Linked DNA regions of Mus musculus: regions 2, 3, 4, 5, 6 and 7 are each linked to region 1. The links are chromatin contacts, called in public Hi-C, HiChIP or PLAC-seq and promoter capture Hi-C maps. All regions are on one chromosome and are shown on one strand. The core of a region is the stretch at or near the end of the contact, and the rest is flanking DNA. Distances in the headings are between cores, read along the strand shown. Region 1 holds the start of Dis3l (DIS3 like exosome 3'-5' exoribonuclease). Region 2 holds the start of Clpx (caseinolytic mitochondrial matrix peptidase chaperone subunit). Region 3 holds the start of 2300009A05Rik (RIKEN cDNA 2300009A05 gene). Region 4 holds the start of Parp16 (poly (ADP-ribose) polymerase family, member 16). Region 5 overlaps Igdcc3 (immunoglobulin superfamily, DCC subclass, member 3). Region 6 holds the start of Igdcc3 (immunoglobulin superfamily, DCC subclass, member 3). Region 7 overlaps Igdcc4 (immunoglobulin superfamily, DCC subclass, member 4).

Region 1 (4,329 bases), core at 1,252-3,751:
TTCTGCTTGTTAAATACCTTGGGGTGTTGAGGGTTTGGGTATATAATTCTAACATGCTATTCTCATAAAAGTTTCCAAATATTAAATGAAGCAAAACTGTATTCTAAGAAATTTGCACAGAAAGGGGCAATTATTCTTTCATTTAGGTGCAAGGTGAGTATTTTAAACTGGTCCAATTAGAAATGTTTTATTCAGCAAATACAATTACTATGGCTGATAGTTACAGGACTAATCTAAAAATCAGAAAGAGCTATTTTTAATTTCGTTGAATAAATCACGGTAAGTACAGTTTGCTTCTACAATAGAGGAAGATAAGATTTAAAAGTATTCTTTTCCAAAGAAAGGAATGCTCCTGAAACAATGTACCTATGAATAAGATTAAATACTATATATTATTAGCAAAAATAAAAGGAAGAAATAATAGTGCTACCTATGAAAATGTAAACCAGAAGCCAGTTCACCATAGAATCTTAACTATGTACATCCCGGGGACCCAGCAGTTTATTGATCTACAGTCAGATCTTTTGGCCAGGTGTTGAAGCACACATATAAAATGTTACTACATTCCTCACCAGCAAAGAGAATACCAAATTAGTTTCAAAAATCCTTTCTGACAAAATAATGAATTCCTCCTCTTTCCCTCTAACAAGGGACCTTTTCTAAAGGGGGCAGGGGAACCGGTACTGAAAATAAATAAATAAATAAATAATGCAAAACAGATACCTCCGGCCTCTCTGGTGCTGCACAGCTTGACAGGCCGTTTGCATGAAAATAACTCCCTTCAACTCCGGGAACTCCAGAACCTCGAGGTAATCCTGGACAACTTTCCAGTCTGGGATCACGTAATGAGTGACTTCGGCAGCCAGGAGCTTCCCATCTGAAACATAATTCAGAGTGGAAGCCATTAGGTAACATTTTCAAACCTGGTTTATGACTATTTCAATGTCACAGTGCTCCCGGTGTGCAAAATAACTTCTCATCTTAATTTCACCTTGAAGTTTTTAAAAGACAAGACAAATCTACTTTGGTGGAGGCTCAAAGTTCAGCTCCATTGCTCCCCCTCCCCTCAGCTGTGATTAAATACAAGCCCAACATGGTTTATGTTGTAGCCAGCACTTCTTCGAAAGAATGATATTTTAAAAACAAGTACGTCCCTGGAAGAAACTAAATTTCTACTAAGCCATCACAGACATGCATGAGCACTGACTGCGTTGGCTACTTACATATCCATTATATCTCTATCTACATATACACACGTGTATATATATGTAAGGGCAAGAGTGCACATGTGTGTGTGTGTTGACCCCTTGTAAGCATCTAACAATTCCAAGGCTATTCGGTCTGAAGCTTCCTAACACGGCTACACGGTTCTAGGGTTGAGGAGAACGTCCTAAAAAGGATGCGCTGTTCAATCAATGGGCTTCCACTCAACTGACACCTTGGTCAAGCTGTGACCTCAATCATGTATTCTGAAAAGACCCCCTCACGCTCATCTCCCACTAGGGGTAACAAACAGCTGGAGGGTCTGCGTACTGGCAGGAGCAGAGCAGGCAATGTCAAATGTCCAGCCAGCGTAATACGCTCAGGAGTAAGGTGCCAATAGCATTTTCGGGCAGAAAGGAGGAGGTGCCTACGCCCTTAGGTCCCCCTGGAAAAACCGAAGCATCCGGTGCCTGCAGGCTCTTCCACTTAGCCCGGCTATTGTAGCAGGCAGGTCCGGAGAGGAGCGCCCCTGAGGCTGCAGAGGCCGGTCCTGCCTGTGCCGGCCACTGGGAGGGAAGACTGGACGCACCGGGGACGCTCCAGGGCCGCTCCCGGCTGCCCCAGTACCGCCGAGCCCAGACGGTTATGCTCGCTCCGGCTGCCTACAGTCCGCGAGGGTCTGGCTCCGCCCTTGATGCCAGCGCTAAGCCGCCCTCGCTGCTCAGCTTCCCGCTCTCCTCTCTCCTTGGGTCCCGCTTCCTTCACTAGGGCCCCGCCGCCATCGCGACGCCAGGCCGGGATTCCCTTTGCTCTTTGGGCCTCTGCCACCCTCGCTCCTCAGGCCTCAGGTCCCTTCGCTCGCGCCCGGCAGCCTTCGCTACGTCAGGCCCCGGCCTCCCTCGTTCCTTTGGTCCTGGCTTCCCTCGTTCTCCGAGTCCCGGCTTCTCTCGCTCTCCGAGCCCCGGCTTCCCTCTCCGGCTCCGGCCTCCCTCGCTCTTCCCGCCCGGGCCTTCCCGGTCCACCCCGGCTCTGACCGTTGCGGCAGGCGGCAGGCTGCGGGCACAGCGGGCTGTTGCAAGGCACGCTGGGCCGCAGGTAGTGTTCACGCACGATCCGCAGCGTCCGACCCTGGAAGGTCCTCAGCAGCAGCACCTTCTCCCGCTTCTGCAGCATGCTGGCGGCGTCGCCCGGCACTGTGGCCGGGAAGCGGCGGGCGGCGGGCGGCAGGCGGCAGGCTCAGGCGAGACCGAGGCCTGAGGCCCGCCCCTCGGGCCTGGTCGGGCAGGCAGCAGCGTTCACGTTCCCGCTACCGCTACCGGGAGCGACCTAGCCAGGGCTGAGAATCCTCCGGGCCCAGTCCTACTCGCGCCTTTTATTCCTCTCTGTGCCTTAGTTGTCCCCGGGCGGGAAAAGTGTAGATAAACTTCACCCGAAGAATCCTCGGGTGTGAAGGTAGGATGTGGCAGGTAGTCTAAGAGTCGAGTGTAAAAGGATTATTATTTTTATTTTTATTATTATTTTTTTTACTTTGTTTCTACCCACAGGCCCGTGTGCGAAGGGCTGCCATAGCAACAGAGGTAATGCCGGGCAGTGATGGCTCATGCCTTTAATCCCAGCACTTGGGAGGCAGAGGCAGGTGGATTTCTGAGTTCAAGGCCAGCCCGGTCTACAGAGTGAGTTCTAGGACAGCCAGGGCTACACAGAGAAACCCTGTCTCGAAAAACCAAAACAAAAAACAAACAAAAAACAAAACAAAAACCAGAGGTAATAACTGTAGAGTTTTCTCGTCCTTGTTTTTGCAGTATCTGAAAGAATTGAAAAGCTCAGCAAAAAAGCTGGTAACCCTGCTGGCCAAACCGGTTTTCCTCTTCAAAAATATGCTTATTTTAAATTTTAATACACGTAAACATTCAAACACTACAGATAAAATGAAAACCAGTCCTTCTGGGGTAAACACTCTACAACTTTTATAGCGCTGGCAGCCTCGGGCAAAGGACTTCTTAGAGCCGCTATTGACATGATCTCTAAGTACTGTGCTTGTAGTGTTTGACAAAAAGGACGGTATCTTGGGAGACCACACACCCTGGATTCTCCAAGCACTGAGCCCACTGGAGCAAGAGTATCATTTAGCTTCCTTAAATCAAAGGAGTGGGTGTTTATTTGTATCATTTTATAGGCTGTGAGGCTGCATTAAGGGAGCTTAAGTGCCCAAGGATACCTAGTTATTATGTTTCAGAACCAATCTTGAAGCTAGAAACTGCTCAACTTCAAAGCAGGTTAAGCATCATCTAGTCACTGGTGAATAAAAGAGAGAGCGCCTGCACCAAAGGAATTTACTGCTTGGCAACCTTTGGTTAATGTGGCTGGCCCAGTTGGCTGGAAACACCTGGTTCTTCCAACGCAGCTGAAATAAACCAGGACCAGTCTCTCATTTCACCCTAAGGGAATGCTAAAGGGTCATGGTCTCCTCCTCCTCCTCATATCTCTGTGTCAAATCACTTGGTGAAACTCAAGGTAGACTTGCACAAACAGGAAAATAATGTAGAGCTGGCAAACAGGCACCAGACAGTGCAAGGAGAGTCCCTAAAGCTCTCCACAGTGAAAGAGGCTCTCCCTGTCTAATACAGGAGTCAGTTCCAGAGAGACCAGAGGACAGTGAGTAGCCAAAATTGTTCTCTACATAAAAAATGCCTTAGATAACTGTCCACCAATCCCTCCCCAGCTCCCTTCCTATCTTTTTTAAGCCACTGATGCTATGGATTGGAAGAACGACTTTGATTAGGTACTAATCTGCCCTTAATATCTCTCCTCAGCACTTTGTAGCTAGAAATTGTCTGCAAATGAACCACCCTTTAAGGAATAGAGCATAGCTAGAGTTTTATTGAGAGTTGATTTTTATCAGTATTTAAAATAAGGCTGTAGCTTAGTTGGTACTTAGCCTCTCTTCCCCTCACACCCTCTCCTTTCTCTCTCTGCCTTTTTGAGACAGGATCAGGACATGTAGCTGAAGCTAGCCATGAGCTCTTACTTACCCCCCCCCCCCCAAGTGCTGGGATTCTCATGCACCCAGGCCTGGCTTTATCCATTATGTTGAGGACCATGATTCCTTAGTTCTTAGAAATGATG
Region 2 (4,329 bases), core at 938-3,437, 950 kb after region 1:
TGCTTTTTCTGGACTCAACTCAGTCCTAATATGTGGGCACAATCTTTGCTATTGTTTGGGTCACTGATTCAGCAGAAGCCAGGAGAATAACTTTTTTAGTAATTACAACGATGATGAGTGTTAGTTAATACTTTCATATCAAAAGGAGGAGGTAGTAGTGCTGAAGAGATGGCTGCTCTTCAGAGGATCTGGGCTCTTTCCCAGTACCCACATACAGGGCTGCTCACAACTATCTAGTTCCAAAGGATTTGACAGCATCTTCTGGCCTCCTTGGACACTCTATGCACATGGTGCACATACAATGTAGGCAAAACACCCATATACATGATTTTTTTTTTTTTTTGAGGCAGGGTTTCTCCATGCAGCCTTGGCTGTCCTGAAGCTTGAGCTGTAGATCAGGCTGAGCTTGAACTCAGAAATCCACCTGACTCTTTAATCCCAAGTGCTGGGATTAAAGGCATGTACCACCATCACCTGGCTTTGCTGCTTGTCTTTTTAAAAAATATTTTTAGAACTGGAGATATGACTCAGCATTTAAGAGCACGTTGCTCTTGCAGAGGTACCAGGTTCCCATCACCCACATGGTGATTCACAGCCATGATTAACCCTAGGTCCAGGGGATTCAACAGGCACACTTGTGATGCACTCACATTCATGCAGGCAAAATGTTCCTATGCATGAAGCAAAGATTTTTAAAAAATGTGTGTGAAGCCGGGAGTGGTGGAACACGCCTTTAATCCCAGCACTTGGGAGGCAGAGGCAGGCGGATTTCTGAGTTCGAGGCCAGCCTGGTCTACAGAGTGAGTTCTAGGACAGCCAGGGCTACACAGAGAAACCCTGTCTCGAAAAAACAAAAACAAAAAAACCCATAACTTCTCTTTTTGGGCGGGAGAAGCCAGAGACAGCCCTCTTGGTTTGCTCACAGCATCCATGGAGGGAGAGCTTCTGAGAGAGTCTAAGAACACAGTTGGAAAGCAACATACTGAGAGGACTTGAGTCTCTCCTCACAACTGTATTCCTGGATGCAGCTGAAGAAGGAGTGGGTCTTAGTGAAGAAAGACAAGAATTCTCTTTCATCTCTGAAACTTTACCATGAGGTGTTACCACGAGTCAGCTCTCTAAGAAAGAACCCTGTAGTAGTATGAACCACCTGGAATTCCCCTTCTGTGAGCTAGACCCGGGGAACTGGAAGTCACTTTTCTGGCTGGAGATTGACGCTGGTTAATGTAAGTGAACTGGTGTTGATCCTGGCTTAATTCTCTTTCCTCACAGTTTCTGTCTAAAGGTTCCAGCAGGGTGTGGTACAACTCGGTAGTCTCATCTAGAGGTGGGAGCACAGGCATCAGATGTTCAGAGCCATTTTCAGCTACAGAACAAGTTCCAGGCCACCTAGCAATTTGGCGGCTAGAGTTGATGATATATATATAATTACTCTGGCATAAATTCCAAACCAAACCCAAATAAAACCCATATGGTGTTAGAGGCAGTACTCTTAAATTCGAGGTCAGCCTGGTCTACAGAGGGAGTTCTTGGACAGCCAAGGTTACACAGACAAACCCTCGCTCAGAAAACCAAAACAAAAATCCACACAGGCAACTAGCCCCGACTGAAAACTTTATCATCACAAAGCTTGAAAGAGCAAGGAAAGCTAGCTCTATCCAGCTTGTTGCTCGGAGTGGGAGTGGGATTAGGAGACCATTTCCATGCTGCAAATGAAACGAAACAGCGAACATAAAGGAAGCCAGGATATAGAGTCCATGAAGGAAGGAACTTGCCGAAGTGCAAGCGCCTGGTAGTTACTGTCTGTTTATAATTATTATGTGGGATTATGGTCTTTACCACTGAATTACATTCTTAGTTTTCGGATCACTTAAAAAAGATCCTCACCTTTTTGCGCTTTTATTTCCCCTGCTCCTAAGAAGCGTAGGGTCAACTCCCGACACGGCGCGTGTCTCTTTGGGTCTAAAACTTTTTAACATCCGAATAAAGAGACTTCCCGAGAAATTAGGCGACCGCAAAATTTTGGGTTCGCCGCTTGCCGTAGCGCGCTCATTGGTGCCCAGGTTACCGCCCCATTCTCTGGAATCACGTTAGTCTCCACGCATGCGCAGCGTAAACTCACGCCTCCTCCTGGGTCTAGGACGCAAGCGCGCGCACGCTCCCCGGCCGGGGTGGGCGGGGAATGGGGGAGAGTAGGGAGGGAGGGGAGGAGGGGAGGAGCCTACTCCGGTGAGTAGAAGGCGGTGGGACGCTGGGATCGTCCAGGCCTGGCTGCCTGGTGGGGAAAACGCTGCGCCAGCATAGAACCGACGGAAGGGAGCGGAGCCAGTCAGCGGAACACTCGCGCGACACGATCGGGTCGCTGAGCCCCCTCGATCCTCAGGGCGCGAAGCCCTGGCCTAGGCCCCGCGGAGATGTCCAGTTGCGGCGCTTGTACCTGCGGCGCTGCGGCCGCCCGGCTTCTCACCACTTCGCTCACCTCCGCGCAGAGAGGTAACGAAGTAGTCCCGAGCCGGTGCCCGCTCTGGGCTCTCGGCGAGTGAACCTGTGGGGATCCCGGGGGGAGAGGAGGGCTTGAAGGCTGCGAGGCGCTACGAGCCTCTGGAGTACCTGGCTGTCGGATTGGAAGGAAACCCGGTGGGCTATCGCTGGCCTGTGAGCTCTCGGGCCTTCGGAGTTTGGGGGCTGGAATGAGGCCATCTCGCCTCAACTCAGGGAGAACAACCGAGTGCGACGCAACACTCGTTAAAAGTGTCCCCCGTGCAGCCCTTCTTGGGGCCTGTCACTTTTGGGGAGTCTGTGCCCGGTTGTCGGGCTAGTCGCCTGGACCGGCAGCGCAAGGGTGTCACTGACATTGTGCGGTCTCGGGGACGACAAGACGTAAACACAGCTCGCTGGCCTTCCAGATATTTGGGAAACTTGGGGTCCCAAGATATTTGGGAAACTTGGGGTCCCAAGAAAGCAGCGGGGAGGTGGGGCGAAAACGACCGCTGGAATTCCTGAAATACTTAAATTTAGCAACAGTCATTCGCCCGCTTCCCCAGCTTGACAGCTGGGATCAGCCTCTAAGAGTGGAGTGGCTCTTGTTTACTTTGCTTCTCTATTCATCAGGACCTGTGACAGAGTGCACACCTGCCAAGAGATTCCGGGAATGAAACCCGTTTTTCTTTCCCACAAGTCTATGCATATCAGATTGTAAGGCTAGGTCTTGTTAGGCTCTGAACTTACAGATGTCTTTTCATGACGATCCTTGGATCAATAAAAGCAGTTTTCCTTTTTTTTTTTTTTTTGACTAATTCTAAAATCATCATTGTCTACTAACTGTATAATTGGCAGTTTATAATACACATGAAATGGAGTAACATAGGCGGAAGCATTTAGTATTGACACGTAAGTGTAAGATTTAGTCTTAAAACATTGCCACACCTCAAGTAGGTGTCCCAGTTCCAGAGGTTTGATTTGTAAACACTGGAAAGAAACATAATTTTAATGTATTGTTTGACCTACATTCGTTGAGGGCTTAAGGTATTACAGTTTGGTACTAGGGGTATTAAATTCATCATGTTTAAATTTGGTTGACAACAGCATTAAAAAGGGTACGTGTTTTAGACAGGAGGAGTTCTTGATAAGATTTAGTCAAAGAATTCTAGCTTCAGCCCGGAGGTTATAGCACATGACTTTAGTTCCGGCAGTCTTTAGGCAGGGGCAAGCCAGGTCTCTGGAACTCTGTACACCAGTCTTGGCCTTGGATTCAGATTAAAGGCCTGTGCCACCACGCCCAGCTGATGTATATATTTTTTAAATGGACTTGACAAATGGGTTAGAAAGATAGCTCAGCAAATAAAAGTATTTGCTGCCCAGTCTGACAACCTGACTTCAACCCTGGGCCTATAAGGTAGAAAGAGAGATAGAGTCCTGTAAGTAGTAAAGAGCGGACAGACAGACTTTTTGTTTGTTTGTTTGTTTGTTTCAAGGCAGGGTTTCTCTGTGTAGCCCTGGCTGTCCTGGAACTCACTCTGTAGACCAGGCTGGCCTCTGCCTCCCAAGTGCTGGGACTAAAGGCGTGCGCCACCACTGCCAAGCTAGATTATTTGTAAAGTTTTGTAGATCCTTAGTTCAAAATGAAGAATCCAGGTAGGATCTGGGACTCAAGGCCAACATCAGCTGCATAGAGAGTTCACATTAGTCTGGATGACATGAAAACCTGTCTCAGAAAACAAAAAGTTAGGTATGGTGTTGGCTCATGCTAATAACCTCCACACTTTGGAGGGTTGCCATGGTATTTAAGCCAGTCTGTGCTATAAAGTGAGAGCTTATCACCCAAAAGAA
Region 3 (4,329 bases), core at 692-3,191, 940 kb before region 1:
TACAGGAACACTTTCTCTGCTATACTTACAGACTTTCTAAAAGCCCACTGTTAAATCACTATTTTATATTAAAAAACAAAGAAAGAACCAACAACAAAAAACCCTACATCTGTTGTATTTCTGAAAAGGTTTTACTTTTCTGTGTGGGAAGTGTTTTTTTTTTTTCTTCTTTTGATGTCTTAATGACCTACAGCTAAAAGATAAACCCTTAGTCATGACAGGTATCTTTAAGGAAATGTTTATTTTAACCTGTGACATTTTATATAAGGGATTCAGCCTATATAGTTTACCTATGGCTTGACCTGCTAGGGTTTCTTTTATTATTAATTTTATTTTTTTACAGTCTAGCTGTTGCCCTCCTCCTGGTCCCCCTCCCACAGTTCCTCATCCCATTTCTCCTCCTGGCCTACTAGTTTTCCTAACCTATATCTCAGTATTTGGAAAAGAATGACTCCTGCCAATTCTGAAAATAATAAAATAAACTCATTTCACAAATCTAATTTGTTAGCATTTTGGCTTTTCCCATAGTTTCATACCAACCTCAGGATTAGTTGACATACACTGTATAGAGTGGATCAAACAAGTTATGAGACACATTGGTGTATAATCTCCTTCCTGGATTTTCCAGGGGGACAATGGCTCAAAAATCCCGTAAGTGCTATTTGAGTTATTATAAGCAGAAATGCCCATGCTTTATTAAATTGAATGAACTACCAGACTATATGTAACACTAGTACGGCTACACAGAGTTTAGTGTTAATTTTGGATTGAAAAAAAAAAAAAAACTATTTGGAGGGGGAGGGTGAAGGGGATAGGGGATTTTCGGAGGGGAAACTAGGAAAGGGGATAACATTTGAAATGTAAATAAAGAAAATAATCTAATAAAAAAGTTAATAAATCCCTAGACAGCAATATTTAAAAAAAAACTATTTGGATTATACTGGTTCTGCTTCCTTGTATAGAGTTTGAGTGACTGACATCTAAGTTAATATTTTTTTTAGCAGCTATTAATAGGTCCGAAACATCTTGAGGACTTGAATTTTTCCCTAATCTATAAAATGCTGTCACATCTACAATCCGTGATATTGACTCTTCTGCCATTAGACCACAGAACACACACATCTAGCAGGAGGACCGTCAGAATTAGATTATCTTCAGGAATATAGATACTAAAGGATCTTAAAAGACAGCATCTTTTAAGTCTAGCACCTGAGAAAATATGATGTCTGGAGAGAACCTACTGCTTTTAGCAAAACACAATTGCTGAGATTTCACAGAAAGACAAAGAAACTTTAAAAGTCCGTCCAGTTTTTTGTCCTCCAAAGGCTCTTGGTGATGAGCGCGGGAATGACTCTTGCTAAGCAACTTCGGAGCCACTGTCGGGACTCACTCCTCGCTGCCCTGGGCAGGGTTCTCCCGGGTGGACAGTGGCAGGGCACGACCTCAGGGGTGCTGCAAGCAGCCCACCGGGGATGCGAAGGGCCGGCCCTGGAGAGCGAGCAGCGTGCTTGTGGGCCAGCGGCCGCCCTGGGATGGAGGAGTGCCTGGGTCAGACGAGGGCGCCGCCACTCACCCAGGTTGATGACCTTGAGCGCGGTGAAGAAGCGGTCCTGCGGGGCCAGGTCCTGCCAGGGCGCCTTGGAGCAGTGGTACTTGATGAAGGGGAAGCAGCCGGTGCGCAGGACGTGGTAGTTGGCGCCCAGCACCGGCCAATTGAAGTGCGACAGGCCGAACTGGTCGTTGTGGACCGCACTGTAGGGCACGCAGAAGGAAGTCCAGTGCGGCAGCCGCCGCTGCAGCAGGTGCTGCGTCAGCACCTCCGAGGCGCGGGGCTTCGGGCGGGAGGCGGCGCCCGAGGCCCAGGGCCGGCACAGCAGCAGCCGCAGCGTAGCCTCGTGGGCCCTCCGCAGGGCCTCCATGGCCGGGGCACGCCGGGGAGCCGGCCCTGGGCCCCTGGGGCCGGGCCTCTGGGGGCGGGGTCAGGCGAGTGTGCGCATGCGTGTTCCCCTCACCACCCTAGGCCAGGGCGGGGGACACCCAGCGGGCAGCGCGCGGGTGAGAGCGCCTTGAGGTGCGGCGCGTGCGCACAGGACGGGACGGGAGGGCGGAGCGACTGCGCAGATCAGGAAAATTGTCACCTCTGGCCTCAGGTAACCTCGGAGCAGGGAGACAATGTTAAAACAATCCTCCACAGCGACAAACCCGGTCTGGCTGTCAGGCGCTGGGCTCCAGGGAAATCCTCAGGGATGCTGAGGTGCTTGAGGTGTGCACAGGAAAGTGAGCTGACACCAAGGCCTGGCCTTTGCCCGGGCTGGACGCTTGGTGACCTCAGACTGCACGTATGTGCAGATGTCCTCACAGTCGTGTTCACTGTCCAGACTGAATCCTACCTAGATAGTGCAAGATAGGGTCCCAAGCCAGATGTGGCGCTTGCCTGGAATCACAGCCCTGAAAAGGCTGAGATGTGAGGATGGGGAGGTGGAGGCCAGCCTGGGCTACATAGAAGAGCAAGTCTCAACTGCCTCCCTGTCCCCGCACCACCACCCCCAAAACCCGAAAAGCAGTCCTATGTTTTCTCATTTAGTGCCCTAAAGCTCAGAAAAACTTCCCTCCTGAGAACACAGTAAATACTAGGACCGGAATTGGCAGTCACCAACCTTTAACAATCTCAGTTACCCATGAAAGTGTAAGGGAAGCATTTCTCAGACTTTCTGCTAGCATACAACCTCATGTCTAAAGTATCATTACTCTTATATGTCCTCAATTTTTGTGGGGAGAATGAGTAAATAGGATGAGGTTTCTGGAAAGTACCATATGCAAATGAAGTAATTCTCTGTGTTGGAACTATATAACAATTATTTGCTGAAAATTCAAGAAGGATGTAGAATAGTGTGATGTTTAAAGAAGATTTGTTTATTTTGTGTATACAAGTGCTCCATTTTCATGCACACCAGAAGAGGAAATCAGATCCCATTACAGATGGTTGTGAGTCACCATGTGGTAGCTGGGAATTGAACTCAGGTCCTCTGGAAGGGCAGCCAATGCTCTTAACCACTGAGCCATCTCTCCAGCAACATTTTTGTTTTTATAGTCACCAGTTTTGGGTTAGTCAACATTGAGTTCATTCCACAAATATGTTAAATATTTAGGGGGGTTTTGCAGTCATGCAAATAGTTTGAACTTTATAAGATTCTCTATTAGATATCGATTTTTAAAGAAAGATTAGGTGAAGTCATGATATATTTGATATGCAGAATAGCTAGGAGGACTATTGAAGGGAGGTAGGGAGCTGCAGCAGAACTGTCATTTTCAAAGTAAAGTTTTAAAAGCAATGGAGCCCTTTTTCAGACAAAATCTGTCACAGAATTCTAACATATAAAGAAAATTATAAACACAATGTGTTTATTTCTAAACATTTATAAAATTAATTTTTTAATAGTAGTTTCATAGGTAAAGTGGCACCACAACAGAATCACAGCTAGTTTGTTGCCTTGGTTTTGCTGTTCTTGAGTAGGGAGGGGAGCACTGGGCTTTCAGCACTGGTTTGTTGCTGTTGTTTTGTATTGCAAAACAGTGACAATTAAACTGCCATTTCGTTTCCTGGATTTTCTGCTTTGGCTCTATATTATTCAGAAAAATCCTGATCTTTCCAGAAAAACTAACTTTTTAAAATAAAAGTAGAATTTTTTTTTTAATGATTTACCTTAAAGGTGAGCAATGCTTCTGTTATTTATATTTTTAAATGGCAGCAGAAGACTAATTATGAGAACTACACAAAATTAACCTAACATCAGATTAACAAGTGGTCAGTTTGCATATATACATATATATATATATAACTCTCCTAGAAATCATTAAGGAAAAGACAATCCAATAGAAAGAGAAAGAAACGGACGTATCAGAAGTGAAGACATTCTGGTATGAAATAAATGTGTAAAAGAGGCATAATTTCAACCATCATTGAGAAGTAGAGAATCAAGTCACACTACAGTACGTCACATACCCTTGGAAACGGCCAAAGTAGAAAAGACAGAAAATTGTAAGGGTTTATGAGGATATGGAGCAAGTTTTTCTGAAGTGGAACAATTGGAATTCTTCATTTTTAAGACTTGTTTTTTTATATTTTCAATGTTTGTGCATTTTGACCGCCTGTATGTCTATGTGCCATGAACATGTCTTGTGCTGGTAGAAGCCATCAGATCAGTTGGGAATGGAATTCCTGCTGTTTGGGAATCACTGTGTTGGGAACTGAACTCTGATCCCCTGAAAGAACAGCCAGTGTTTTTAACCCTGAGCCCTTAATTGGAATTCTTATTACACTGCTGGCAG
Region 4 (4,329 bases), core at 842-3,341, 870 kb after region 1:
TGAACCTAGATCCTCTGGGAGAGCAGCCACTAACGACTGAACCATATCCCCTAACCTAACCACATCTCCAGCTCCTTTATTTTTAATTATGTGTCTCCACAGAGCTAACATGTACTCCACATGTGAGGGCACTGCCCATGGAGGACAGAGGTGTTAGAGTCCATGGAAGTGGAGCCACTGGCTGTTGTAAGCCTCCAGATGTGGGTGCTGGGAACTGAGTTCAGGTCTTCTGGAAGATCAGGAAGCTTTTTAAATCACTGAGCCATCTCTCTGGTCCTTCATTCATTTTTTTAAAGATTTATTTATGTTTGTGAGTACACTGTAGCTGTCTTCAGACACACCAGAACAGGGCATTGGATCCTATTACAGATGGTTGTGAGCCACCATGTGGTTGCTGGGAGTTGAACTCAGGACCTCTGGAAGAAGAGTCAGTGGGTTTTTTTTTTTTGTTTTTGTTTTTGTTTTTTAAACGGTATTTTTTTTTAATTAGGTATTTTCCTCATTTATGAGTCAGTGTTCTTAACCACTGAGCCATCATCTCTCCATCTCATTAATATTCTTTAAAAGTACATTTATTATACTTATGTGGCAGGAGAGGTGGTGAGAAGGTTTTCTCAGAGTGAGGGTCATGCGATATGCCTCAGACATGCAGCAGGTACCTTAGGGTTCCAGATGCTCCATGGGGCCCTAGGGGCCCCAGGACTTGGGGTGCTGGAGGGGTTTTATTTGAGGTCATAGGCTCTCAGACATTTTGGTGATTCCAAATCAGCCCAGGCCTTACAACAACCATTACCATTTGGACTCCTGGGGGTGGTTTGCATCATTGTTTGGCCTGGGAAGCTCTCTAGGGTCTGAGAATATAGTTCTGCCTGTCTTCCCTCCCGAAGTCTGAGGAGCACAGGGCCAGGTCCCATTCGGATGCCCAAGAAGGGGGTGATTTCTCAGAGAGCAGAGCCAGTGTGTGTGTATGTTTATTTATCTAATTAATGGTTGTTTTTGTTTTTGTTTTTGTAAAGTTTTGTTTTGGGGTTTGTTTTTGTTTTTTTTGAGACAGGGTTTCTCTGTGTAGCCCTTGCTGTCCTGGGATTTGATCTGTAGACCAGGCTGGACTTGAACTCAGAGATATGCCTGCCTTTGCTTCTGGTGTGCTGGGACTAAAGGCGTGAGCCACCACCTCTCAGCACGTGTGGGGTCTTTAAAGGGGACTTTTAGTCTAACAATTCAGCACTGGTCTTAGATTTCTATGTGACCAGAAGGCCAAGTGCTTTTTTTCTAGTGAGGTCTTGAAGAAGAAGAGGTAAAGGGAATCTGTTCTTACATTTTTTATTTTATTTTATTTATTTATTTTGGTTTTTCAAGACAGGGTTTCTCTGTATAGTCCTGGCTGTCCTGGAACTCACTTTGTAGACCAGGCTGGCCTCGAACTCAGAAATCCTCCTGCCTTTATTTTAATTTTTTAATGTATTTATTTTATGTATGTGAGTACACTGTAGCTGTACAGATGGTTGTGAGCCTTCATGTGGCTGTTGGGAATTGAATTTTTATTTAGGACCACTGCTTGCTCTGGTCAACCCTGCTCGCTCAGTCCCTGCTTGTTCCGGCCCAAAGATTTATTTATTATACATAAGTGCACTGTAGCTGTCTTCAAACGAATTAGAAGAGGGAGTCAGATCTCATTACCAGTGGTTGTGAACCACCATGTGGTTGCTGGGATTTGAACTCAGGACATTCAGAAGAGCAGTCAGTGCTCTTACCCGCTGAGCCATCTCACCAGCCCTACATTTATTTATTTTGTGTATACGTTCACATGTGGGCACACTTGAGCCTTGGTGCAGGTGTGGAAGTCATAGGACAAATTGCTAGAGTCACTTAGCTCCTAACATATGGGATCCTGGGATAGAACTCAGGTCGTGAGGACGGACAGCAAGTGCCTTTACTCGACCAGTTGCTGAGTCATCTTGGGGTCCGGTCTTTTCCCTTCGGCAGGGTTAGGTCATTGTTCTCCCAGTGCCTGTTTTCCCGACTTCCTGTTAGAGGCCTTCGAAGGAGGAGGATCCTGGGAAATCTGAGGTCAGACATTTGAGCAATTCAGAGAATTGCGGAGGCTGTAAGGTAGAGAGGAAGGTCTTTGGGTCGGCTACAGTGTCTTGAGAAAGTATTGTGTCACTCCGACCTTCAGTTTTCCCTGGGTATCAAGTGGCTTCTTGTGTGCAACGTGTCAGCTCCAGAGGAAACCGATTTATTCAACAGGTGGCAATTCCCAAGGTGAGCGAGGCTGGCTCAACCCGTGGAGCCAGGACAAAGACAATTCCCCGGGGCGGGTCCCGGGGCGGTTTCCACTTGGGGCGGTGGCGAGGATGACTAGCAGCCGCATTGGGCACCTTTGCCCAGCACCCGGGGCAGCTGGGATCCTCCGGGACCTGTGGGCGGGCGCGAGCTGAGCAAGGGCGCGGGAAGGGGCGGGCCTGGGCCGGGTGGGCGGAGCGGCGTGAGAGCGGCGGGCGGGGAGGTAGGCGGTGGCTGCTGGCAGTGTGGGGCGGCCAGGACTGATCGGCCGGGTCCCCGGGGTACTACCCACGCCGGGTGCAATAGCGACAACTCCATACCGGGGACTCCGGGACTGGCGGGACCCGAGAGGCGACTCTCCCAGATCCCGTGTTTCCCCGCACTGAGCGACCGTGCCCAGTGTCCTGCAGAGGACGCTCGCCGGCGCGTTCTCACCAATGTCAATTTGTCACCCCTTTGCCTAGCTCCACCCCCCGGGCTGGAAAACCTGGCAGCAGACGGTCTACGGTCCCCCGGGCCCAGGCCCCGCGCTGCCCCTCCTTGTCTCCTCCCGGCCACGCGCTACGAGCCCGGGATGCAGCTCTCCAACAGGGCAGCAGCCAGGGAGGCAGCGAGCCGCGACGTGCTGGCTGCGGACCTCCGCTGCAGCCTCTTCGCCTCGGCGCTGCAGAGCTACAAGCGGGACTCGGTGCTGCGGCCCTTCCCCGCCTCCTACGCCCGCCACGACTGTAAGGACTTCGAGGCCCTGGTGAGTCCGTCCTGATCCACCGTTGCTCGCTGCATCCTGGGCCAAGTGGCCCTGTGGAACGGCAGGCAGGAGCAGCTCCACCCGTGTTAGAAAACACGCCAATTCCCTGGACTTCCCACCCAGCCTGGCCTTGGGGAAGGTTCCCATCAGCAAGAACACTCCTAAACACCCTCGTGCAGACACACTGCCAGGTCATTCGGTGGCTGCTTCCTTTTGTCAGTGACTTAATCCCAGGAGTGATGGAATAGCTACATAGTCCTCCACAAAACGCTCTAGTGTGGCCCTAAAGGGGCGTTGATCTGAACCAGCTGTTCTGCCTAGATAAGAAGTTGTCCCTCCCTCTGCAACTAGTTAGACTTTGCCCTTCAGATGAAGTTACATATTAACAGTACTTATATAAACTGCCACGCAGTGCACATAGGCGTTGTTACTTTCTGATGATTTATAATTCGGAGTGCTGGGATGGATTACAGGTTTCAGCACTTCGCATGACCCATACATAAATCATATAATTTCTTTAAGAGTTAGGGTATTCCAGATGTCAGTTATCATTGTAATCCAAATATTTGGAATTATCTGGAAAGATATAGCTTGCCAAAATTGACTCAGTGAAGAAAATAGAAAGTCTCCAGTAGTGGTGGTGTACACCCACAATCTCAGCTCTCAGAAGGATGAGGCCGGAGCACAAATTTGAGGCTAGCCTGGGCTATAAAAAGAAACAAGCAAACAAACCTTTGCGCCTACCTGCGTCAGTGGCAAGTTCTATTTCAAATACAGGAGTAATACATGATTACAGTTTCATAGAAATTCTTCCAAAATACTGAAAATGTAGTTAGATATGGTGGTAGACAAACATCTGTAATCCCAGCCCCTGGAAGGTGGAATCATTCAATTAATAGTTCAAGGTCAGCCTCAGCAATAAATCGAGTTTCTGTACAGCCTGGATTACATAAAACTATCTTGAGCAAAACAAGAAAGCAGGAAAGAAAAAGAGTTTGGAATATCCTTGGTATTAAATCTGATAAAGATAATACAAGGAAAGGAAATTATTGAGCAATTCCATCCCCGAGTATAAATGCAAAAATCCAGGGCTTGGGTGATGGCTCAGAAGTTATGAGCACTGGCTGCCCTTCCAGAGGACACAGGTTCAATTCCTGGCACAAACATGGTGGTTCACAACCATCTAAATCCAGTTCCGGTCTCTTCTGAACTCTGCCAGCACCAGGAATGCACATGGTACACAGGCATATATCCGGGCAAAACACCCATTTGCATTAAAAATGTATTGTTTTAAA
Region 5 (4,329 bases), core at 463-2,962, 840 kb after region 1:
AAGGAGAGTCTGGCAGAACTACTATTGATGACCCTACTAGGTAATGGTGGATAAACCAGCATGCTCTCTGGGCCTCGGTTTCCACTTCTGTAGAATGGGACTCATACTGCTCAGGTCACAGCAGATAAACATATACCAGCCAACGTGGGAACAGTGCCTGCCTGTGTCTAGGTGGCCTCCATGAGTGAGGTTTGAGAGAGCCTTCCCTCCTATGGGACCTCCCACAGCCTGCACATACCCTGTTAGAGCTTCTTCTTCCTGGAGTTGGTCTGCCAGGCTTGTCAGCCCTACAGCCAAGGGAAGCCATGAATTCAGTCTGATACAATGTTGTAAATGTATTTAAAACATTATGGGTTTTTTCGTTGCGTTTTTGGCCTCCTTTTGGTAAGTCCTATCTATCTCACTTAGGAGCTTTGTAGTGACCACGTCTTATCTCAGTGTCTTCTATCCAGGTATCTTAATGATTATGTCACCTCGGGTTGGAGTGTGCCCACGCGTGATGGGGAGGGCTGAAGGAAGAGCTGCTATGTCCCCTAAGCTACTGTCCTGCCTCAAGAAGACACTGCTCCTCAGAGGGTGACCCCTCAGTTCTCTCCATCTGCACCTCCACTTTATCCATCTCCCCTTTTCTGTCTCCCCAGCTATGTCCGACTTCCACGTACACCCCCAGGCCGTCACGGGTGAGGAGGGTGGTGTGGCCCGCTTCCAGTGCCAAATCCATGGGCTTCCCAAGCCCCTGATCACATGGGAGAAGAACAGAGTTCCCATTGACACGGACGATGAGAGGTGAGCCTCTTGTGGGAAGGACAGGGGATAACTGGGAAGCTGACTTGGGATAGACTACAGGCTGGGACAGTGCTATTATGTAAGCTGCAGTCAGAATCATGGGTCCGAGTGGCTTACTAGGCCCAGATTCTAGGCTCATGAGATTGTGTAAGAGTATTGTGTGTGTTGTTATCAAGACTAGGAGGGTATGTTCTCCTGGGAGGGTCTCAGTAATCATCTGTGATCACAGCAATAAGGTTGGGTTAGTGCCCATGTCTCCATTTATATCCCCATGGCTTGAGGTTGCAACAGCTGTGCTGATAGTCAACAATGCCCTCCCCTCACAGGTACACACTACTGCCCAAGGGAGTCCTGCAGATAACAGGACTTCGGGCTGAGGACAGCGGCATCTTCCACTGTGTGGCCTCAAACATTGCTAGTGTGCGGGTCAGCCACGGGGCCAGGCTCACTGTGTCAGGTGAGCTCCTTTGGCCTGCCAGGTTCTCTCAGCCACCCCAGTTGGTCTACTCCCAGACACACCTAGTTCCCCAGTGAGACCACGTGTATACAGAGGTCCTTTGAGCATAAGCCCACAAGCCAAAGGCGCCTGAGACTGGTTGCCAGTCCGCTCTTTCTGGGAAGCATGTCTTCCCTGAGCTCTCCCAAGTCTAGAGGTCTGGCTGGGAGAGGAAGGACGATTGTCAGGACCCGCAGGTTCCCCAACATCTCTCTCCTTGTTTTTCAGGACTTGGTTGGGGGTTGGTGCGTACCCTGGGTCATGATGGGGCGGGCTGGCGAGAGTGAGGGAGTGAAAAAGCTTCCAACTGAAATAAGGAAATGTGGGTTTCTCCTCCCAGGCTCGGGCTCAGGGACCTACAAGGAGCCCACCATTCTTGTGGGGCCTGAGAACCTCACCCTGACAGTGCACCAGACTGCGGTGCTGGAGTGTGTCGCCACGGGCAACCCGCGCCCCATTGTGTCCTGGAGCCGCTTGGGTGAGCCTTATCCATAGTCCCTGCTCTCTGGCCAGCCTGCCCCCCGAGAGGGCTGGTCTCACGGTCTCATCACCCAGCTCTGGGGGGCTTTACATTGTATTTGTTTTCAGCAAGGGTCAATCCGATCCCCTCCCTGTGGCCTGGGGAGGGGTTGAGTTTCTCTGGAGGTCAGCCTGCTGCTACATTCTCTCTCTCCCTGCGGGGCTGGCTTAGTTCCCTGGGTTACCGAGTACAAGCTGTCCTGTCTCTCTAGCCCCTAGAACTCTCGGCAGCACCCAGTGCCTCCCGCCCCACCCTCTGTGCCTGGTCACACCCCCGCTATGCAATCCTCAGCCTTCAAAATCTCAGCAAGCAACCCACTCTGGCTCTGCCCTGGCCCGTCCCCCCTCCCCTCCTGCCGCGCTTGCCTGCTCCCAAGTCTGCCCAGCCGGAATCCCCAGGCAGCTGAAGAAAGCAGTGAAAGGGTGCAGATGGGCCACTAGTCTGAGCCGAAAGGTCACTGGGGGAAGGAGCCTCTAGAGGGGGTGGGGTGGGGTCACATTCACAGGGAGACTGTGCCGCACTAGCAGCTGAGTGATGGGGGAAGGAGGGGCCGTGTGGGATAATGGAGTAGATTTCACCACTTCAGGGCCTGAATGGGGAGCTGTCTCCTTGTGTTCTGGCTGTGCTAATCTGATCCCTGGGGTGGGGGGAGGGCCTGGGTCCCAGGGAGAGGCTGGAAAGAGCAGGCTACCATCCGGAGCCACTAGGCACTTCAGGGGCCATCTGCTCCCTCGTTTCCCAAGCTATGGCCTAGCAGGAGAGAAAAAATGGCTCAGGGGTCTAATTCGTGTGGGGAACAAAGTTAACCAAGGCCCTTCCTCCCAGAGCCTTTATATTCCTGGGCATGTCTCAGCATCCTAGATAGAACAGATATCAAGCCGCAGAATTTAACAACGGCTGATCAAATTCAGATCCTCTGTGGAATTTAAGGTAGTGATTCTCAACCTTCCTGATGTTGTGACGCTTCAATGCTGTTCCTCATGTTGTGGTGACCCCCCAATTATAAAATTATTTCGTTGCTACTTCATAACTGTAGTTTTGCTACTATTAGGAACCATGGTGTAAATATCCATGTTTTCTAGAGGTCTTGGGCAACTCCTGTGACAAGGTTGTTAGACTCCCAAAAGGGTCACAACCCATAGGTTGAGAACTGGGCTAGAAGGTCTGTAATCCCAGCACCTAGGAGTCTAGGATCTAGGAGAAGGATCTCACCCCAGGCTATGCAGTGAGATGCTGTCTAAAACCCAAAGCAAACAACAGCAAAACCAGCTAGCAGTCATCATGTTTGAATCAGGACGCTGGCCCCCTGCTGCTGGCCTCCAGGGCTCCACATTTCCCAGACACTTTTGGAGATCTGGAGAGGGGTGGTGTCAAAGCCATAGGTCGGAGCTTTCTGAAAGACTGGTAGAGGGGTGAGCATTCTGGAATATTCTTATCCTTCCTATCTTCCTGACCCAGCTCATTCCCCCTCCACTTCCTTTGCAGATGGCCGCCCCATTGGGGTGGAGGGCATCCAGGTGCTGGGCACAGGAAACCTTATCATCTCAGATGTGACTGTCCAGCATTCAGGTGTCTATGTCTGTGCAGCCAACAGGCCTGGCACCCGGGTGAGAAGGACGGCCCAGGGTCGGCTGGTGGTACAAGGTATGGAGCAGCCAAACCCTTCCTGATCCTCCTCAGCATCTCTGCTGTGTGCCAGAGACCAGAACCTTCTCTCACTCCAGCCCTAGCCCCGCCCTAGCCCCGCCCCTCACCTCTGATAGGTCTCTGGCCAGGTCAAAGCCAGCAGGACTCCCCCCAGAATATGAGTATTAGCACCAGAGGGCTGTGGAGTTCTCAGACTTGCCGCCCATGATCTCAGCGGGTCATTCCCAGGGCTCACACATGTTCCTTCCTGTGGAGCCGTTTCATTCACACGTGTGCCACTTCCACGCTCACGCCCGCCTGCTGTGCGCTCCACTGTACCTGTCATCTCCCTCTTACATGGCAGCCCCCACCTTGCTCGCAGCAGCCAGCCTCAATTTCCATTCCCAGGGCTCCACCCCATCCCTGGAGCTGTCTCCTCTTGTGGCCCGGAATGGAGATGGGAGGTTTGGGGGGTGGGGGTGGGGGGAAGATCGGGAACCTAAATACTGTTTGTTTAGCATGCTATGTGCCGTTAATCTGCCCACATGAAAGTGATGGAGTATTTCATTCTTGAGTGTTAATAGAGGCTTGAGCAAGCCGGGGATTGGAGGGAAGTGGAATTAGGTGGCGGGGGCAGGGGGGGGGGCTCATCCATCTCCTGTCATTACAGCCTTGGAGGTGCAGCCAGCCCTATTAGCACATTTATTTATTTAACAATTTCCTGAGCACGGAGCTCAGCTTGATTGCTTTCGGATACAGATGTCAGTCTTTTGAATAGTCCTTAAGATGGAGTCCTTTTCCTAGATGCTGGGGTGAAGGAAGAAGACATAGAGCCTCTACTGGCTTCCTGGGAGTAGTCGCCCACCTCCCCTTCCCCTTCCTACCCCTCATGGCTGTCCCT
Region 6 (4,329 bases), core at 482-2,981, 800 kb after region 1:
TCTGATTACTAGAGGCCTAAAGGTTTTCTGTTTTGTTATTTATTTATCTATTTATTTACTTATTTGTGTGTGTGGGGGTTCAAGACATTGTTTCTCTGTGTGTAGCCCTAGTTGTCCTGGAACTAGCTCTATAGACCAGGCTGGCCTCATATTCACAATGATCCTCTGCCTCTGCCTCCTGAGTGCTGGGATTAAAGGTGTATGCCACCTCTGCTTGGCTTTTTGTTTTGTTTTGGTTGTGTTGTTTTAGACAGGGTCTCACTACGTAGTCTTGGCTGCCCTAAAACTCTATATGTAGATCAGGATGGCCTTGAACTCACAGAGATCCACCCGCCTCTGCTTCCCAAGTGCTGGGATTAATGATGTGTGCCATTATCCTGGACTCCTCTGAAAGTTTTTTAAATTAGATTTAAATTAGAGAATTGCAGAACATTTTATCTATTTACTCTGTGTGAGTGTGTGTGTGTGTGTGTGTGTGTGTGTGTGTGTGTGTGTGTCTATGTGTGTATGTTTGTACATGTGCCATGGTGCAAGTGTGGCTCGCTGTCAGAGAATAATTTCCTATGGGTGTCATTTTCTTTTTCAACCATGTAGGTTCCAGGGATGCTGGTGAGTCAGGCTTGGCTGCAGGTTCCTTTCCCTGCTGAACCAAGCCTTCTTTACTTACCTGCATGAAAGCATGGTGCCAAATACTTGTACTCCTCGAACTTGGAAGGTGGAGACAGGAGGATTAAACAATCCAAGATCACCCACTACTACAAAGTGGATTCAAGGCCACCCTGGGCTAGGAGAGGTGAGAAGCCATTACACTCTTGCCTCCAAATGCTGCCAGAGACAGACACTGCTACCAGGGTTAAGTGGGTGCTCTGTAATTTTGATGGACTCCCCCATCAAGTTGGACCCCAACATATGTCTGCATACAGTAGTAAAAAGACAAGACTCAACATCAACTTGGACAGCACATATATGTCTCTCTGAAGAGCTGTCTTCCCATATGTGAGACATCAGATACGATAGCAAAGAGAAGTTGCTGGCGACTGTACCTTCCAGTGTGCTGACCCAGCTACAGGTCATTTACCTGGACCCTTGCTCTTAAAGATCCGCAAAGTTGAGGGAATATAGTGTTGTCTTCAGGTTTCAGACCAACTCAGTGAGAATGACTGGGCTGGACAGCAGGCAGAACTGGGAGGGATCTCGGGTTTCTATGGGGCTCTTATGTTAGGGGTGCTCTTCTCACCTACGGGAGTGCCCTAACTTAGCCTTGAGAAGCCAGTCTTGAAGCTACACAACTCATCCCTTGAATAGGACAAGGAACCTAGAGGATACCGAATGTCTAACAACTTTGAGCAGTTTTAAGGGAATTGTCTTTAAAAACACAGAGTTGGGTATAGTGGAAGAGACACCGCTGAGAAAGTGGGGGGACGCAAACACCTCAGTTTTGCGTGTTTTTCCGCAGCTGGGACCCTCTCTCACAGTCTTCACGTTCCCAGATCCTCAAGTCCGGACGGACCACGAGGAGCGGATACCTTACTGCAGTCCGGGTCGGCGCGGCAGCTCCCGCTGCAGTTCAAAGCGCAGGGGGCGCGTCCGCTGCGCAGCCGGGAATGTCCGGCCGCTTAAAGCGCTCGCCGGCTCTTTTGTTCCCCAGACCCGGCCTCCAGGGAGAGGGGGCTGGGGGAGGGGAGGAGAGGGGGGCGGCGGGCAGAGGAGGAGGGCGGTGCGGGCGCGGGCGGAGTGCGGAGCGCGCACCCCGGGCGCGGCTGACAGATCGCCGCGGTGGGTGCAAGATGGCGCAAGCGGCGCTCTCCGTGATACCCGATCCCCGCTAAGGCCGGCATGCGGCCCCAGCCTCCCGCCGCCCGGGCTCGGCCCCGGCCCGAGCCCCGGCCCCGGCTCCGGCGCCGGCCCCGCGGGACGCTGTGAGCCCGTGAGACCCCAACCACCCCCCTGAGTAGCGCCGTGCGTCGCCGAGCCCAGCGGACCGAGAGACCGATGGCTGAGCCGCGCACCGCGTCCCCGCGCCGCCTGCCCGCGCTGCGCCGGCCCGGGTTTCTGCCGCCGTTGCTGCCGCCGCCGCCGCCGCCGCTGCTGTTGCTGCTGCTGCTGTTGCCGCTGCCTGCGCCAAGCCTGGGTGAGCCTCAGGACCCAGGCGAGAGGGGCGGACCCCGGGACACTGCGGGAACCTGCGCTAGGAGCGCGTGCTGGAGGGACCTGGCGGGACAGCGCGCTGCGGGCACGGGGAAACCCACTCCGGCAGGGCTGCCGGTAGTTTGAAGGACTGCAGGGGTTCGGCGGGAGAACCCCGGGAGAGGGCCGGGGCTCGGTTTTCTACGCCTTCGGGGCTCAGGATAGGTTCAGGGCAGGATGCCGATTCTGGGCAGAGGAACTGGGAGCGGAGCAAAGCGGGAGTTGGGAAGGCAAGCTGGCAGTGCGGAGTGGAGGAAACAAGCCCGAGGAGAAAGAGCGGAGGAGTCCCAACAGAGGAAGGCGAGCCCGGGTGCACAGAGCTCGGCTGGGGACCCTGAGTAGCCCGAGGCGAACGAAGCCGGAAGCGACAGATCGGGGTCGGGGTCCGGGACTCTACTGCACTGGGCTGAGAAGGCATCCCCCAGGGTTTAGAGCTGGGACTGGGTTCGGGGGTATCCGACGAACAGGAAGGAAAGATTCCTGGTGGACTGAGTGGGCGATCCTGCCAAGGGCTGGGAGAGCTGGAGGAAAGGGTCGCCCAGGGCAAGCGCCTACCAGCGGTGCTGCCCAGGGCCCCGCCCTTCCCCGAGGGAGCTCTCTAGGAGTCCCTGCCCTGGGTTCTCCCGGCTACCCGTCGCTTCCTCCCGGGCTGTAAAAGATTCATCTCAGCAAAGAAGGATGTGGATCTAAGCCCTCCGCTGTCTCAAGTCCTTCGCAGACACACATTTGGATTATTCTTTCCTTCCCTTCCTTCCTAAAAAGCAAAATATTGCATCTGCACCCGAGAGAAACTTTATCCCCGATAGCTATAGCGGGGTTGGATTGGGGGAAGAGGCGGCTCAGACTTAGGATATGTGAAGGATGTAAAGGATTTGAACGACTGTGATCCTCAAGTGTCTTAAACTGTCCTTATGCTACAGAGAAGGCAATGCCTAGACCCTCCACCCCACTAGGTCTCACCCAGCAGGGAGGGGCTTGAGTCTGCGAGGGAGGAGCCGGGTCCAGGGTCACTAGTTCCCTGGAAATGTGTGGTGGGGGCTCGGTGCCCGCCCCTTTAGACCAAGAGGGCTTGTTTCTCTTGGAGTGAAGGCATAACTGATCTGGTAAAGTACTTGCTGGAGAGACTTGCTGTCACCTCTGGGATATGAGAGCCTATTCCTTCTGCCTGGACCCTGATTCACTCATCCCTCCCACACTCACCTCCCGCTCTTTTTTATCCTGAGGTTACCCAGGAGTGAAGATTCTAGGTACACAAGTGTTTTCTGCTAAATCTGGGAAATGTAAATTGATGTTTACCATTCCCCAACTCTCCTTATAACAAAGGCCAAAGAAACAACACCCAGAGCATGGGATAAGGAGGACAGGCCATACACAGCCCGTACCCTGAATACAGGGTCTCCCTACCAGGCACTGGACCAAGTCTCTGAGGTTTTTACCAGCAAATAGAAACCTGATTTATTTCTATTTCATTCTGCTTTTTAGGGTTTTTTTGGAGACAGGGTTTCTTTGTGTAGCACTGGCTGCCCTGGAATTTCCTCTGTAGATCAGACTGGCTTGGGACTCAGAGATCCACCTGACTCTGCCTCCTGAGTGCTGGGATTAAAGGTGAATGGCCCACACAAGGCTTAATTGTTACTGTTTTGTTTTTTTTTTTTAATCACAGTGAGGGGACATGTTGTCTCCCCTGTATGTGAAAAGCCAAAATGCCTCTCACTTTAATTCTTGGTCCGCACACCTCCATCCCACCAGTGCTGGAATTACAGGGAACCATGCTGGGTTTCAGCTGGGGAAGGAAACCAGGATTTTATGCAAACATTCTACCAAATGAGCTACATCCCAGCCCTTCGCATTGCTTTAGGGATTTTAATTTTCTGCAGTGCTCTCTTGTTAATCATGTCAAACAACCATGCGACACAAGCCACATTGCTGTTCCTTGATTTAAATAGTTGATGAGGAGAAGCTGGGATCGCACTGAATTTTTAAGATTCCATCCTGAACGTCTGTGAGGCTTCAGTGCCCGTGCAGGGTGATCACGAAAGCGGAGGCAGTGTTGAGCTCAGTCTTGCCTTTGAGGCTCTGATTTTTCTAAAAATCTTAAGTTCATTTTATGTGCAAGGGTGCTTTTCTTCCCTACACATCTGC
Region 7 (4,329 bases), core at 647-3,146, 780 kb after region 1:
TTAGTGGGTTCCTGGGATCCGTCAGACTTGGCAGCAAGCATCTGTAGCTAGAAGTCTCTTTTCTGCCTCTCTTTGAAAAGCCCCTGCCAGGATTAGGTAGTAACAAGGGCACTGGTTTGGGGGGTCACGAAGACCTGTTTTGAATCCTGACTCTCCTCACCATCTGTGTGACCCTGAGATGGGAATGGAAAGTGCTTGGCATTCAGCAGCTGCTCCACAGATCTCACTGCAAGCCTCCCCCAAGGTTGCTCACTTGTGTCATCCCTCCTCTTCACTGGTTCCATCCTCTAGTCCCTAGGCTGAGGCTCCAGGCCATCCTTGCGCGCTCTCCAGCACTAGGTCTATGCTTCCCCCTGCTGGACAAATCAGGTGTTCAATGTTGTGCCACAAGGAGAGAGAGTTGGACACAGAAACACATCGTGAAGCTTCTTTGCTAAAAACAACAGCCCACCTTTTTTTTTGGGGGGGGGTGTTTTTTTGAGACAGGGTTTCTCTGTATAGCCCTGGCTGTCCTGGAACTCACTTTGTAGACCAGGCTGGCCTCGAACTCAGAAATCCGCCTGCTTCTACCTCCTGAGTGCTGGGATTAAAGTTGTGCGCCACCAGGCCCGGCTTAACAGCCCACCTTTTGCTTGTAGAACTCTGAGGTACTTTGGAAAGGCATCTGCCTGACTCACACAACAACTTATAGACAGTCTTAGAACTAGAGCTGGGTGCTGAGTCTAAGGCAGATGCCATGGGAGCTGGATTTGGGCGGGGAAATATGGGGGAGGTATGGTCTACCCAGTAACTTGTGGGGTTTCACTTGTGTCGGAGAGCATTCTTCTGGCTCCAAGAGAAAGAACTCCAAGGCCTACGCCAGCTCTGCTTGACAGTTGCTTTCCCCTTCTGACAGAAAGAACCATGACGCCCCAGGCCCCCTGCTTTGGGCATTCAGAAGCAGTAATTGGCAAGCTAACCCTGTCCTATCTTCACTACAGGGTCTTTGGAGGCTACCAGGGGGCAGGATGTGGTCATTGTGGCAGCCCCAGAGAACACCACGGTAGTGTCTGGACAGAGTGTAGTGATGGAGTGCGTGGCCTCTGCTGACCCCACCCCTTTTGTGTCCTGGGTCCGACAGGGTGAGTGCTGAGGAAAGAGGAGGAGGAGACTGGGGAAGTGGGCAAGATGGTACAGTATTTCACAGGCTCCAAGTCAGGAGCTTCTGCCTAAAGATAGAAGGAGAGAATTGACTCCTTAGAGTTGTCCTTTGACTTCCATAGCACATGCAAGCAAGCTCACATGTACACACATTCATGCAGTAATAAAGTCTAAAGAAGGTTGTATTAAAGCCCAGTGGTGGTGGCACACATCCTTAATCCCAGCACTGGGGAGGCAGAGGCAGGCGGGGCTCTGAGTTTGAGGCCAGCCTGGTCTACAGAGCAAGTTCAGGGTAACCAGGGCTACTCAGAGGAAACCCTACTTTGGAAAATTCTGGGGGTGGGAGGAGAGAGAGACACAGAGAGACAGAGAGAGCGAGGGACAGAGAGACAGAGACAGGCAGACACACACACACACACACACACACACACACACACACACAGAGAGAGAGAGAGAGAGAGAGAGAGAGAGAGAGAGAGAGAGAGAGAGATTGTATTAAATATCTGCTCCGCCCACCAGAGACCATTTAGCCATCGTTTACCCACCTCCCTTCTGCTTTTCCACCTAGGGATCAGAGTAAGAAGGAACTGGGATTCAAACCAGCGGCTGTGATGCAGCTTTGCAGGGATGTAGTGGGAACCTCGTAGTTGGAGAGGGTGTAGAGGGACAGTTCCAGCGTCCCCCTCCAGCCTGCTCCTTCTCTGTCACCAGATGGAAAGCCTATCTCCACGGATGTCATCGTTCTGGGCCGGACCAATCTACTCATCGCCAGCGCGCAGCCTCGGCACTCTGGAGTCTATGTCTGCCGAGCCAACAAGCCCCGCACGCGTGATTTCGCCACTGCGGCTGCTGAGCTCCGAGTGCTTGGTAAGGAAGGGCTGGTGCTGGGGGACGTTAAGGATGGGTGTGTGTTAGAGGGAGAAGGGGCGGTCCTAGAAGACTAAATGTGAGGGGGACCACATGGGAGGAGTCTGAATTTTCTGATTGGTGGTGATTGTTGGAGGACTGGATTCCGTAGCTGGGGGGGGGGGGGGAGGGAATGGGGCGATTTGAGACGGGGGGTGGGGGGGCGGATTTAAAGCCTGGTTTGGGTCATGAGGAGTGAGAGTGCAGGCGAGCAGGAGTGGGGTGAGGTTATGGAAGGAGATAGTGGAATGGTCTAGGGGGGTGTGTGAAGCCCAGAATCTGTACGTGGTAGCACTCAGAAAACTGTGGCAGGAGCGTGAGTTCGATACCAGCCCTAGCTACAGAGTTGAGACCAGCTACAGAGTGAAAAGTCTATCTCAAAAACAAAATTATTAAACAATGACAATGTCTTAGGCTATTAAGTCCCTATGAGTGTGTGCAGGCCATGGTGAGTGTATTGCGGTCACAGACTGAGTTGAGACAAGGTTTCTTGTTCACTTCATACTCCAGGCTAGCTGGCCCGGGGAATTCTGGGGAATCTCCTGTCTCTGTCTCCTAGGAATGCTGGGATTAATCAGTTGGGGTGATGCTGAGGCGGGCAGATCAGAAATTCAAGGCCAACCTGGGCTATAAAAGAGCTTTCTCAATACAACAGAAAACTGGGGGACCAGGCTTGCTGAAAGCTGGAGTAACTGCTGGGTATAAGAAGCCACGGGGAGGAGAAAGTGAAGTTACAGCCTAGAGCTCAAAAGCTGGAAATCTGCTGGGCTTGGGAGAAAGGAGGACTAGCCCAGGAGGGGTCGAGTCTAGTGGACCAGAGCTGGGCCCGTATGACTAGGGGAGAGGACCTCAGGGTGAGGCTTGGGCGCGGTGTTGGGACACTTGGAGAGGGGTAGGCCCTCTTGTCAGAGTCTCCCTTCTGCCCCTCAGCTGCCCCAGCCATCTCGCAGGCGCCCGAGGCGCTCTCGCGGACGCGGGCCAGCACCGCGCGCTTCGTGTGCCGGGCGTCCGGGGAGCCACGGCCCGCGCTGCACTGGCTGCACGACGGGATCCCGTTGCGACCCAATGGGCGCGTCAAGGTGCAGGGCGGTGGCGGCAGCTTGGTCATCACTCAGATCGGCCTTCAGGACGCTGGCTACTACCAGTGCGTAGCAGAAAACAGCGCGGGAACTGCCTGTGCCGCTGCGCCCCTGGCGGTAGTGGTGCGCGAGGGGCTGCCCAGCGCCCCGACTCGGGTCACAGCCACGCCGCTGAGCAGCTCCTCTGTGCTGGTGGCCTGGGAGCGGCCTGAGTTGCACAGCGAGCAAATCATTGGCTTCTCTCTTCACTACCAAAAGGCAAGGGGTATGTCTACTCTTGACCGCGGGAATCCCAGTTAGGGCAAGTATGGGATGGATAATTAAAGATGAGAGGAAGGGATGGGGAGCAATACTGCTGGGAAGTGATCTAGTATTAGAGAATGGAGTGTACACGCACTCCTTGACGGAGAGAATGCTTCTCTTTCCAGGGTTAAAGGAGCCATCTTCCACCCCCAGCTAACTAACTGCAGGACGGGCTCCTTCAATTAGCACGGGGAGCTTCCTGGCCTATTATGGAATCAATGCAATAAGTAGACTAGATGGCAGAGGCATTTCTATCCTTCACCCTAGATTGTCTGTAACAATTTAGCTATACATAGACCAGTAGGATCCCCAGACAGTCTCCAGCTAGTCAGACATGGAGTGGGCTGTGACAGTCCCTTTGTCCCCCCCGTGCTACCACCTCAGGAGTGGACAATGTGGAGTACCAGTTTGCAGTAAACAATGACACCACAGAGCTGCAGGTTCGGGACCTGGAACCCAACACGGATTATGAGTTCTACGTGGTGGCCTACTCCCAGCTGGGGGCCAGCCGAACCTCCAGCCCAGCCCTGGTGCATACACTGGACGATGGTAGGACCTCTGAACCTGCAGTGACCTGGGACCCAGAGACACTCCCACTCAGGGACAGTGTGGCCCAAGGCCCTCTTCCCTGCCTTGTGATGTCTGTTGTGCCCTATAAAGCAGTGGGCAGAGGTTCTTCTTCCCAGTGTAAAATGGGGAAACTGGGGCTCAGAAAATGAAAATGACTTGCCAAGCTCAGCAGGGCAGCTGGGACTTGAGCCCAGCTCTGAGCCCCCATACCATGCAGCCCTTCTTCCTAACATACATTTACTACCCAGCCATTGGATATGAAAGCTTCTGGCCCACACTGTCCACTAGCCTTGGGATAGAAAGGATGTCTCCGCATCCTCCAGCGTAGGGC

The links. Promoter capture Hi-C pulls out the DNA fragments that hold promoters and counts their contacts. A called contact is a pair of places that touch in the nucleus more often than the background predicts. HiChIP or PLAC-seq counts read pairs in DNA pulled down with a chosen protein or histone mark.
Region 2: a promoter capture Hi-C map of erythroid cells shows a contact between it and region 1, with 18 times the contacts expected there. The contact joins the promoter of Clpx here to the promoter of Dis3l in region 1. A contact is called at or near these places in 3 of 39 promoter capture datasets (erythroid cells, hippocampal neurons and pre-B cells), 5 of 115 datasets of contacts at active chromatin or transcription factors (bone marrow-derived macrophages, embryonic midbrain, large pre-B cells and 2 more) and 1 of 9 other capture datasets (liver).
Region 3: a contact with region 1 is called in an H3K4me3 HiChIP or PLAC-seq map of bone marrow-derived macrophages, with 5 times the contacts expected there. The contact joins the promoter of 2300009A05Rik here to the promoter of Dis3l in region 1. A contact is called at or near these places in 4 of 39 promoter capture datasets (erythroid cells, hematopoietic stem and progenitor cells and liver), 1 of 115 datasets of contacts at active chromatin or transcription factors (bone marrow-derived macrophages) and 1 of 9 other capture datasets (adipose tissue).
Region 4: a promoter capture Hi-C map of liver shows a contact between it and region 1, with 2.8 times the contacts expected there. The contact joins the promoter of Parp16 here to the promoter of Dis3l in region 1. A contact is called at or near these places in 7 of 39 promoter capture datasets (the HPC-7 cell line, cranial neural crest, erythroid cells and 4 more) and 1 of 9 other capture datasets (macrophages).
Region 5: a Hi-C map of embryonic stem cells shows a contact between it and region 1, with 2.3 times the contacts expected there. The contact joins the enhancer-like site here to the promoter of Dis3l in region 1. A contact is called at or near these places in 2 of 39 promoter capture datasets (erythroid cells and stem cell-derived epiblast-like cells), 2 of 484 Hi-C or Micro-C datasets (both in embryonic stem cells), 3 of 115 datasets of contacts at active chromatin or transcription factors (embryonic stem cells, extraembryonic endoderm stem cells and large pre-B cells) and 2 of 9 other capture datasets (embryonic stem cells and liver).
Region 6: a contact with region 1 is called in a FOXA1 HiChIP or PLAC-seq map of pancreatic cancer cells. The contact joins the promoter of Igdcc3 here to the promoter of Dis3l in region 1. A contact is called at or near these places in 7 of 39 promoter capture datasets (3T3-L1-derived adipocytes, the C10 cell line, the HPC-7 cell line and 4 more), 1 of 15 datasets of contacts at CTCF or cohesin (large pre-B cells), 1 of 484 Hi-C or Micro-C datasets (embryonic stem cells) and 4 of 115 datasets of contacts at active chromatin or transcription factors (embryonic stem cells, large pre-B cells, pancreatic cancer cells and 1 more).
Region 7: a promoter capture Hi-C map of hippocampal neurons shows a contact between it and region 1, with 5 times the contacts expected there. The contact joins the enhancer-like site here to the promoter of Dis3l in region 1. A contact is called at or near these places in 4 of 39 promoter capture datasets (HPC-7-derived erythroid cells, embryonic stem cells, hippocampal neurons and 1 more), 2 of 15 datasets of contacts at CTCF or cohesin (embryonic stem cells and large pre-B cells), 1 of 115 datasets of contacts at active chromatin or transcription factors (large pre-B cells) and 1 of 9 other capture datasets (adipose tissue).

The regions. Positions count from the first base shown.
Region 1 is chr9:64,338,756-64,343,084 of GRCm38.p6, forward strand. It overlaps Dis3l (DIS3 like exosome 3'-5' exoribonuclease), which reads right to left and starts at 2,502. Exons shown (of 17, transcript NM_001001295.2): 1 at 2,238-2,502; 2 at 724-877. The coding sequence starts at 2,376.
Region 2 is chr9:65,292,073-65,296,401 of GRCm38.p6, forward strand. It overlaps Clpx (caseinolytic mitochondrial matrix peptidase chaperone subunit), which reads left to right and starts at 2,188. Exons shown (of 14, transcript NM_011802.3): 1 at 2,188-2,493. The coding sequence starts at 2,415. It also overlaps the pseudogene Gm16218.
Region 3 is chr9:63,397,303-63,401,631 of GRCm38.p6, forward strand. It overlaps 2300009A05Rik (RIKEN cDNA 2300009A05 gene), which reads right to left and starts at 1,942. Exons shown (of 2, transcript NM_027090.1): 1 at 1,574-1,942. The coding sequence starts at 1,919. It overlaps Gm16759 (a long non-coding RNA gene), which reads left to right and starts at 2,015. Exons shown (of 5, transcript XR_003948339.1): 1 at 2,015-2,150.
Region 4 is chr9:65,212,599-65,216,927 of GRCm38.p6, forward strand. It overlaps Parp16 (poly (ADP-ribose) polymerase family, member 16), which reads left to right and starts at 2,092. Exons shown (of 7, transcript NM_177460.4): 1 at 2,092-2,265; 2 at 2,751-3,034. The coding sequence starts at 2,861.
Region 5 is chr9:65,176,754-65,181,082 of GRCm38.p6, forward strand. Igdcc3 (immunoglobulin superfamily, DCC subclass, member 3) reads left to right here. Exons shown (of 14, transcript NM_001357257.1): 3 at 642-786; 4 at 1,113-1,243; 5 at 1,623-1,760; 6 at 3,288-3,446. Among named protein-coding and RNA genes, the nearest start is that of Gm40527, 14 kb to the right of the region's middle. Within about 2 kb of position 1,713, at least 94 of the 459 cell types and tissues checked have an H3K27ac peak or open chromatin away from gene starts, as enhancers often do. A contact at or near this core is called in embryonic stem cells, where this site is marked.
Region 6 is chr9:65,139,423-65,143,751 of GRCm38.p6, forward strand. It overlaps Igdcc3 (immunoglobulin superfamily, DCC subclass, member 3), which reads left to right and starts at 1,732. Exons shown (of 14, transcript NM_001357257.1): 1 at 1,732-2,131. The coding sequence starts at 1,993.
Region 7 is chr9:65,120,800-65,125,128 of GRCm38.p6, forward strand. It overlaps Igdcc4 (immunoglobulin superfamily, DCC subclass, member 4), which reads left to right. Exons shown (of 20, transcript NM_020043.3): 5 at 981-1,121; 6 at 1,852-2,007; 7 at 2,977-3,390; 8 at 3,813-3,977. Among named protein-coding and RNA genes, the nearest start is that of Igdcc3, 18 kb to the right of the region's middle. Within about 2 kb of position 1,897, at least 21 of the 459 cell types and tissues checked have an H3K27ac peak or open chromatin away from gene starts, as enhancers often do. A contact at or near this core is called in hippocampal neurons, where this site is marked.